Linked DNA regions of Sus scrofa: region 2 is linked to region 1. The links are chromatin contacts, called in public Hi-C maps. All regions are on one chromosome and are shown on one strand. The core of a region is the stretch at or near the end of the contact, and the rest is flanking DNA. Distances in the headings are between cores, read along the strand shown.

Region 1 (3,268 bases), core at 277-2,776:
CTCACCAAGGAAAACGCCAAGGCTTCCTGCCCTGCCAGAACTGCTTGTTCTTGCACCCACCCCCACTCTCTGCTGGCCTTGGCCTCCACCCCCCTCCCCAGTAGCCCTTGGGAGTCCTCAGAAGGCTCTGGGTGAAACCCCAGGCAGCCTGGGGGGGGGGGTGAGGCGAGGGAGAGCAAAGGAGGGATCCCAGCACCTGCTCCCTCTCCAAGGATTCCGGGGGAGGGAGGGGCGCAGAGGACAAAGCGGGGGAGGGGGAGAGAGAAGGAACAGTATGGAGAAGCAGAAGAGGCCCATAAAAAAGGAGGAGAAAGACAGGGATTAGCCAAAGGCAACAAAACAAGCCTCCTAACCCCACTGCAGAGGGCCTGCGGGGGGGGGGGCCCACACCATGGTGCCTCGGAATGGGGGGTGGAAGACAGACTGGGAGCTAGAGCGGCTGGGAAAGGGGGTCGAGAAGACACGAAGGCTGGGGATAAAGAGGGGGTGCCGCGGGTGGGCGCTGGGACAGAAAGGAGGCTACAGAGGGGCATGTGGGGAAAGAGAAAAATGGACACTGTGGGGTGGGAGCTGGGGCAGAGTGACGGGCCAGCGTGCCTGCAGGAGGGACAGAGGCCTGCGGGATAGCTTGGGGATCCAGGGAGGACCCCAGAAAAGCCAGCAGGGTGACAAGGGGGCCAACGAAAGCAGAGAAGAACCTGCAGCTCCGGGGAAGAGTCCTGAGCAGGTCGAGGGGGGCGGCTAGGGGGTCCAGTACAGGGCTTGGAAAAGCAAACAGGGATGGGGAAGTCCTAGGGAGCCGGGGAGGAGCGTAGAACGGCCTTGAGGAAAGAGCCTGGGCTCCAAGGAAGGGCCTGGGTAGGCGGTGAGAGTGCAGGGGAAGGGCCTGAGGTCCAGAGGGAAACTGGGGGAAGCAGACAGGGGCCTGCGCAAGACGGCGGTGGGGGGGCTCCAGCGGCCTGGGTAGGCGGTGAGAGTGCAGGGGAAGGGCCTGAGGACCAGAGGGCAACTGGGGAAGCAGACAGGCTCCTGGGGAAGACTGGGGGCTCCAGGGAAGGACTTGGCTAGGCGGTGAGAGTGCAGGGGAAAAGCCTCAAGTCCAGGAAGGGGAGGAAGAGTCAGCGCAGAGGGCGAGCTGAGGGTCCAGGGAAGGGCCTGGAGCGCGAGAGCGGGGCCGGGGGAAGGCCCGGGGCTGCGGAGAGGGCCCCGGGTGAAGAAGCACGGGGAAGGGGCTAGGCGCAGCGAGCACCCTGAGGCTCGCCGAAGGGCGGGGAGACGTGGGCGCCTGGACACGAGGAAGGGCCGGGTGGGGCGGGGACAGTCGGGGCTAGGGACGACCCGAAGCCAAGGCAGCGCGGGGCGGGGGCCGAGAAGGGGCTCAGAGGTCGGGCCCCGCGCCGCCCCTCACCCGCTTCTCCTCCTCCTCCTCCTCTGGCGCCCGCGCCGCCGATGCCACCACCTCCCACTGCCTCTTCCAGCTCTCGTCAGACACGGTCGCCGCGCCTCCAGTCGGCCCCGCCGGGCCTGCCCCGCCACGGCCACCGTGTCCTCCCATTGGCCAAGGTGGCCGCCACTCTTCAGTTGCTACGAAGCTCGCGCCACTCCTATTGGCCAAGATCCGCTCTGGCCCTCCCCGCCCGCCCCCGGCAGTGCCCCTACAAAACCCCGCCACGCCCGCCTTGCCGTCAAGCGCCGCCAACTGCGTCCAGTGGACGCCACTGCTGTCCTTCATCTGCTACCATGGAGACGTATCCCCGCCCACAACCCGAAATCGACGCCCTCATTGGGCAAAAGCGCCGTCCCTCCCGGCAAAACTCCGGTTTGGGTCGGGTTATTCGGGTCCTAGGGGAAAGAGGGCGGGTTCCGCCGGCTTCAGAGCCCGCGTGTGATTGGCCGGCCTTGGAACGACTCGTCCTTCCATTGGTTCAGGTCTCCGCCCGTCACCTTAGAGTCGCGACCTGCCTATTCTCTTTCTCTGGTGAAGCCTTTCGCCACCGGAGGGAGAAAGCAGGGGCAGGCGGGAGGGGGGTGAATGCGCGCGCACCTCCGTCGCCACGCCGGGAGAGGACCCTGGTTGCCAAGGCGACAAAACTTTATTGACAGCCCTGCCGGATACAAAGGACTCTTCAATCTCTCTTCCTCCCTTTTGGACCCCAAATACCCTGTTTAATTTTGAGTATCCACATTAACACTCTGTGAGTGAACAGGTCAGAAAGAGGGCGATGGAGAGGTGGGGGTTTTGGAGGAAGCCCTGGCTCGTGGGGCGCTCCCATGGGGCACCCCCCTCCCCTAATTGGAATCACCCCCCTGCAGCAACCCTAGAGGCAAACATAATTAGCAATGCATCATAATTAAGCCCGGAATAATAAGTTCCACAGTTGGATCAGAAGGTCTTTGTTTTGCTGACTGCCATATATCCTGTGCGTTTGGAACAATGTGGGGCGCAGAGTAGGTACTTCGTGTATTTGTCCTGGAGTCAATCAATGTATGACGCTGGTTTCTGCGTCCCTTCGCTGTGTGACGTTGGAGAAATGGTTTGCCCTCTCTGGGCCTCAGGCTCACATCTATAAAACAAGAACCACACTGGTCCCTCTTTGAAGCGTCCAACTTAACACTCTCCTAAGTGTCCTTCATCCGTTCGTCCAGGCTCCCACCCTCTGTTCTTACTATTCCTTCTGCAACTGGGACGACTCCTGGAACTGAGACACCCCTAACCCAGACACCCCCTCCCATAAGGATGGCTACAGCTCCGGAGGAGAGAAGAAGCCTCACCCAGAGCAGGGGAGCCAGCAAGCTGAAAGGACCCTATAAAAAGCTCGGCTCTTCGGGAAAGTTCTATGTACCAGTATATCTGAACGTTGAAAGTGCAGCCCATCTATCAGCGGGTGTACATCCTAGAGAAACTAAAAAATGTGAACAAAAATATAAGCACACTAATGCTTGCAAGAGTGATGTTTGTAACGGTGAAAAACTAGAGACGGCTTAAATGTCCATCACATAGGGCATGAATAAATGGATCCTGGCATAGTTTCACAGGGAAGCACCATACAGCCGTGAAAGTGGTTGAACTAGCACTCCATATATCAACCTGGACGACCCCAAAGCATGCTGCTAGTTGCAGAAGTCTTATGTAGTCGAATGCAGGAAGTTTTAAAACGCATAAAGCAGGGTTTGCGTGTGACACGTGTAATTCCGCGCAAAAGTGCATGGGTACAGCTAAGCGACCGGGGCAGGAGCAAGGGCTGCGGATAGCCCTAGTAGCGACCCC
Region 2 (3,551 bases), core at 983-3,482, 220 kb before region 1:
CCACGGCGTCACGACAGGAACTCCCCTGAAGTGATATCATTTATCCCAAAAGTGTTAGCATAAGCAGAACAATATGGCATCATTTCATGTACGGAGCAAACCAAAGAAGACATGTGTGGGAATGATAAACAGAAAATGCAAAATCTCGGGAGTTCCCGTCGTGGCGCAGTGGTTAACAAATCCGACTAGGAACCATGAGGTTTCGGGTTCGGTCCCTGCCCTTGCTCAGTGGGTTAACGATCCGGCATTGCTGTGGTCTGTGCTGTAGGTCGCAGACGCGGCTCGGATCCAGCGTTGCTGTGGCTCTGGCGTAGGCCGATGGCTGCAGCTCCGATTCAACCCCTAGCCTAGGAACCTCCATATGCCTCGGGAGCGGCCCAAGAAATAGCAAAAAAAGACAAAAAAAAAAAAAGAAAGAAAGTAAGAAAGGAAATGCAAAATCTCATAAGGGGAAGGAGGCAAGAGAAGGGGATGTTACACAGATGGCTGAGATTGCATCTGTAAAGTTGTATGGTTTAAGTTCATTAAGGAGTACAGGGAGCTATTTATATACTTCTGAATTTTTCTTTTCTTTTGTTTTTTTTTTTTTTTTTTTGCTCCCACGGCATATGGAGGTTCCCAGGCTAGGGGGTGAATCGCAGCTGTAGCTGCCGGCCTACGCCAGAGCCACAGCAACGCGGGATCTGAGCCACGTCTGCAACCTACACCACAGCTCACGGCAACGCCGGATCCTTAACCCACTGCACAAAGCCAGGGATCAGACATGCATCCTCATGGATCCTAGTCAGGTTGTTAACCACTGAGCCACGAAGAGAACTCCCCAAATGAGTATTTTAAATGCTATCTATCCGAGGAAGACTTGCACCAGGTTCTGGTCACACACCCTGGAATTTCGTCTAATGGAAACAGATTCCCAAGCAGGAACAAAAAGCGGTGAACATTTCAGCAGACTCTTACCTTGTGCTGAAGTGGACACCTACCGCTTCCACTGTCATTTCACTGGGCAAAGAAAACCACGTGGCCACGTCTAACTGCAAAGGAAAATACAACCCTATCATGTTCCCTAAAGAGGGAGAACCGAATTTGCGCATGATCGTCACGTTCAGTCATCCACCCTGCCCTTCCAGGAAAACAATTTAAGAGTGTTCCAGCGATCTCGCATCTCTCTGTTTTAGTGGGTTTCGCAACCCTCTACAGATGTATGCATAAATGCAGGCATGGTCAGAAGTAGCGCGATGACCTCTCCAAGGTCACACAGCCGGGCCAAGGAACGAGTAACTGGACAGCTGAGCCCTCAGCCCTGTCCTTGTAACTGCCGAAAACCCCTGCCCTTGGGCTCTTGCCTTCAAAGGCGCATTTCCCAAACTTCACACAACCTGTGGATACTTGCTAATGAATCCCAGTACCACTAGTGTGGCAGTCGGTTCAGTATATTTTTGCAAAGGGACTTAAAAGTCCTTACATTTGTAACCTTTGCCTCACTGAGTTATCTCGAACCAGGGAGTAGGTGACCACAAAAACGTGTAGTGTGAACACAACAAAGGTTGTTCAATTCTGGTGTCAAGTGACCGCCAGAGCCTACTCATGGAGATTAAAAAGAGAAATTAGGGAGTTCCCGTCGTGGCGCAGTGGTTAGCGAATCCGACTAGGAACCATGAGGTTGCAGGTTCGGTCCCTGCCCTTGCTCAGTGGGTTAACGATCCGGCGTTGCCGTGAGCTGTGGTGTAGGTTGCAGACGCGGCTCGGATCCCGCGTTGCTGTGGCTCTGGCGTAGGCCTGTGGCTACAGCTCCGATTAGACCCCTGGCCTGGGAACCTCCATATGCCGTGGGAGCGGCCCAAGAAATAGCAAAAAGACCAAAAAAAAAAAAAAAAAAAAGAAATTAGAATTAGCTCACAGGAGAGTTCCCGTCGTGGCCTGGCACAAACGAACCCGACAAAATCAGGAGGGATCCGTGGTTCCGCTCAGGGGGTTAAGGATCCAGCGTTGCTGTGGCTGTGGTGCAGGCCGGCAGGTGCAGTTGCGATTCGATTCCTAGTCTGGGAACCTCTATACGCTGCGGGTTCGCCCTAAAAAGACACGTACACAAAAGAATTAGCTCAGAGCCACCCCAGCGCCCCACGCAGGCTGTCTCTTGGGGGCACTGACAGGCAATTAGGAAGAAATTCACCACTTTCTCCCTGGGGATGGAGAGAGCCAGCTCCCGGGAAGCCCCGCCCCTCCTCCAGGCCGCCTGCGCGGGGCCCCGACGCCAGCCTAGGCCCCACCCCCTCCGGATTGACCTCTGGCATTGGGGGCGGGGCCTGGGGACAAGATGGCTGCCGCGCGCCCGGAGTCGCCGAGTCTGAGCTCAGCGGGCCCGGAGCCGCGATCCCCGGAACCTCCGGACCTGGTGCGGGCGAGGAAGGGCCCCGGCGCGGGGGCTCTAGGCGGCAGGAGGTCGCAGGGGTGGGGGTGGGGCTTAGAGCTGGGCGGGGGAGGTATTTAGGGCTATGGCCCTGGGGGCGGGGCTTCTCGTGGGGGCGGTGTGAGGTTGGAGGGGCGTGGCCGGAGGAGGAGGGTGGGCGGGCCAAGTCAGAACTGGAGAGGGATCCACCCGAGCGAGGAGTCCGAGGGATTGAGTTTGTCTAATGAGGGGGCGGAGCCTTCAGAGGGCGGGACCTCATGAATTTTAGGGTTCCGGAACCTGGGTGGAAGGTTGGGAAGGTGACCCTGGAAGAGAAGGGTGTGGGGTTATGGTTGGGTCACCCACTTCGGGGTAGGGGGATGATTCTGCAAGAGTCTAAGTGCTACCCAAGAGAGGATTTGGGGGCAGAAGTGCCTGCTCCAGCTGCCTTTGGACCCCACTCAGGCTGAGAGCGTATCTGAGGACAGTCTTTCATTCAGCAGACATTTACTGTGCTCCCACTTGGGCTAGACAGATGGAGAGGTGAAGGCGGCAAATAAACTATCCTCTTGGAGCTTGCAGCCCAGAAGAGGAGAGAGACAATAAAGAAGTCTTATTGTGTTATGTTCGATAAAGAGTGAGCTGATAGAGCGGCGCGGAGGGGAGCTAAATTTAGTCGAGAGAGAAGTCAGCTGTGTGCCGGCTTATATTTACACTGGGGCCAGAGAGATAAGCGGGAGGCAGATCGTGATGGATATGAATTAAGGCTTTGGATTTTAAGTGCAGTGGGTGTCATGGGAGGGTTGCGAATGGGAAAATGACTTCCATCTGTTCCCGTTTTCAAAAGGTCATTAAGGCTGCTTTGGGAAAATGGGTTATGAGGGAGCCAGGCAGAGGACCAGAGGCAGTCAGAGGTTCAGGACACTTGGCAAAGAATGTTTGCCTTATGAAGTTCCCCAGTGGCCCGAGGATTCCACGTTGGTGCTGTGGCAGCTTGCGTTGCTGCTGTGGCACCTTGGGTCGCTGCTGTGGCACCTTGGGTCGCTGCTGTGGCACGGGTTCAATCCCTGGCCCAGGATCATAGGCCTGCTGCGAGGGAGGCCCCCTCAAAAAAAAAAAAAAAAAAAAAAAAGGTGCAGTGAGGTAATTGGCTTTTCACTGGGAT

Evidence for each region. A called contact is a pair of places that touch in the nucleus more often than the background predicts.
Region 2: a Hi-C map of liver shows a contact between it and region 1, with 1.8 times the contacts expected there. The contact joins the promoter of ZNF581 here to the promoter of KMT5C in region 1. A contact is called at or near these places in 2 of 47 Hi-C or Micro-C datasets (both in liver).

What each region holds. Positions count from the first base shown.
Region 1 is chr6:59,515,316-59,518,583 of Sscrofa11.1, reverse strand. It overlaps KMT5C (histone-lysine N-methyltransferase KMT5C), which reads right to left and starts at 1,526. Exons shown (of 9, transcript XM_021095006.1): 1 at 1,409-1,526.
Region 2 is chr6:59,740,093-59,743,643 of Sscrofa11.1, reverse strand. It overlaps ZNF581 (zinc finger protein 581), which reads right to left and starts at 2,232. Exons shown (of 5, transcript XM_021095062.1): 1 at 2,149-2,232; 2 at 958-1,031. ZNF784 (zinc finger protein 784) reads left to right here and starts at 2,279. Exons shown (of 2, transcript XM_003356071.4): 1 at 2,279-2,392. The coding sequence starts at 2,315.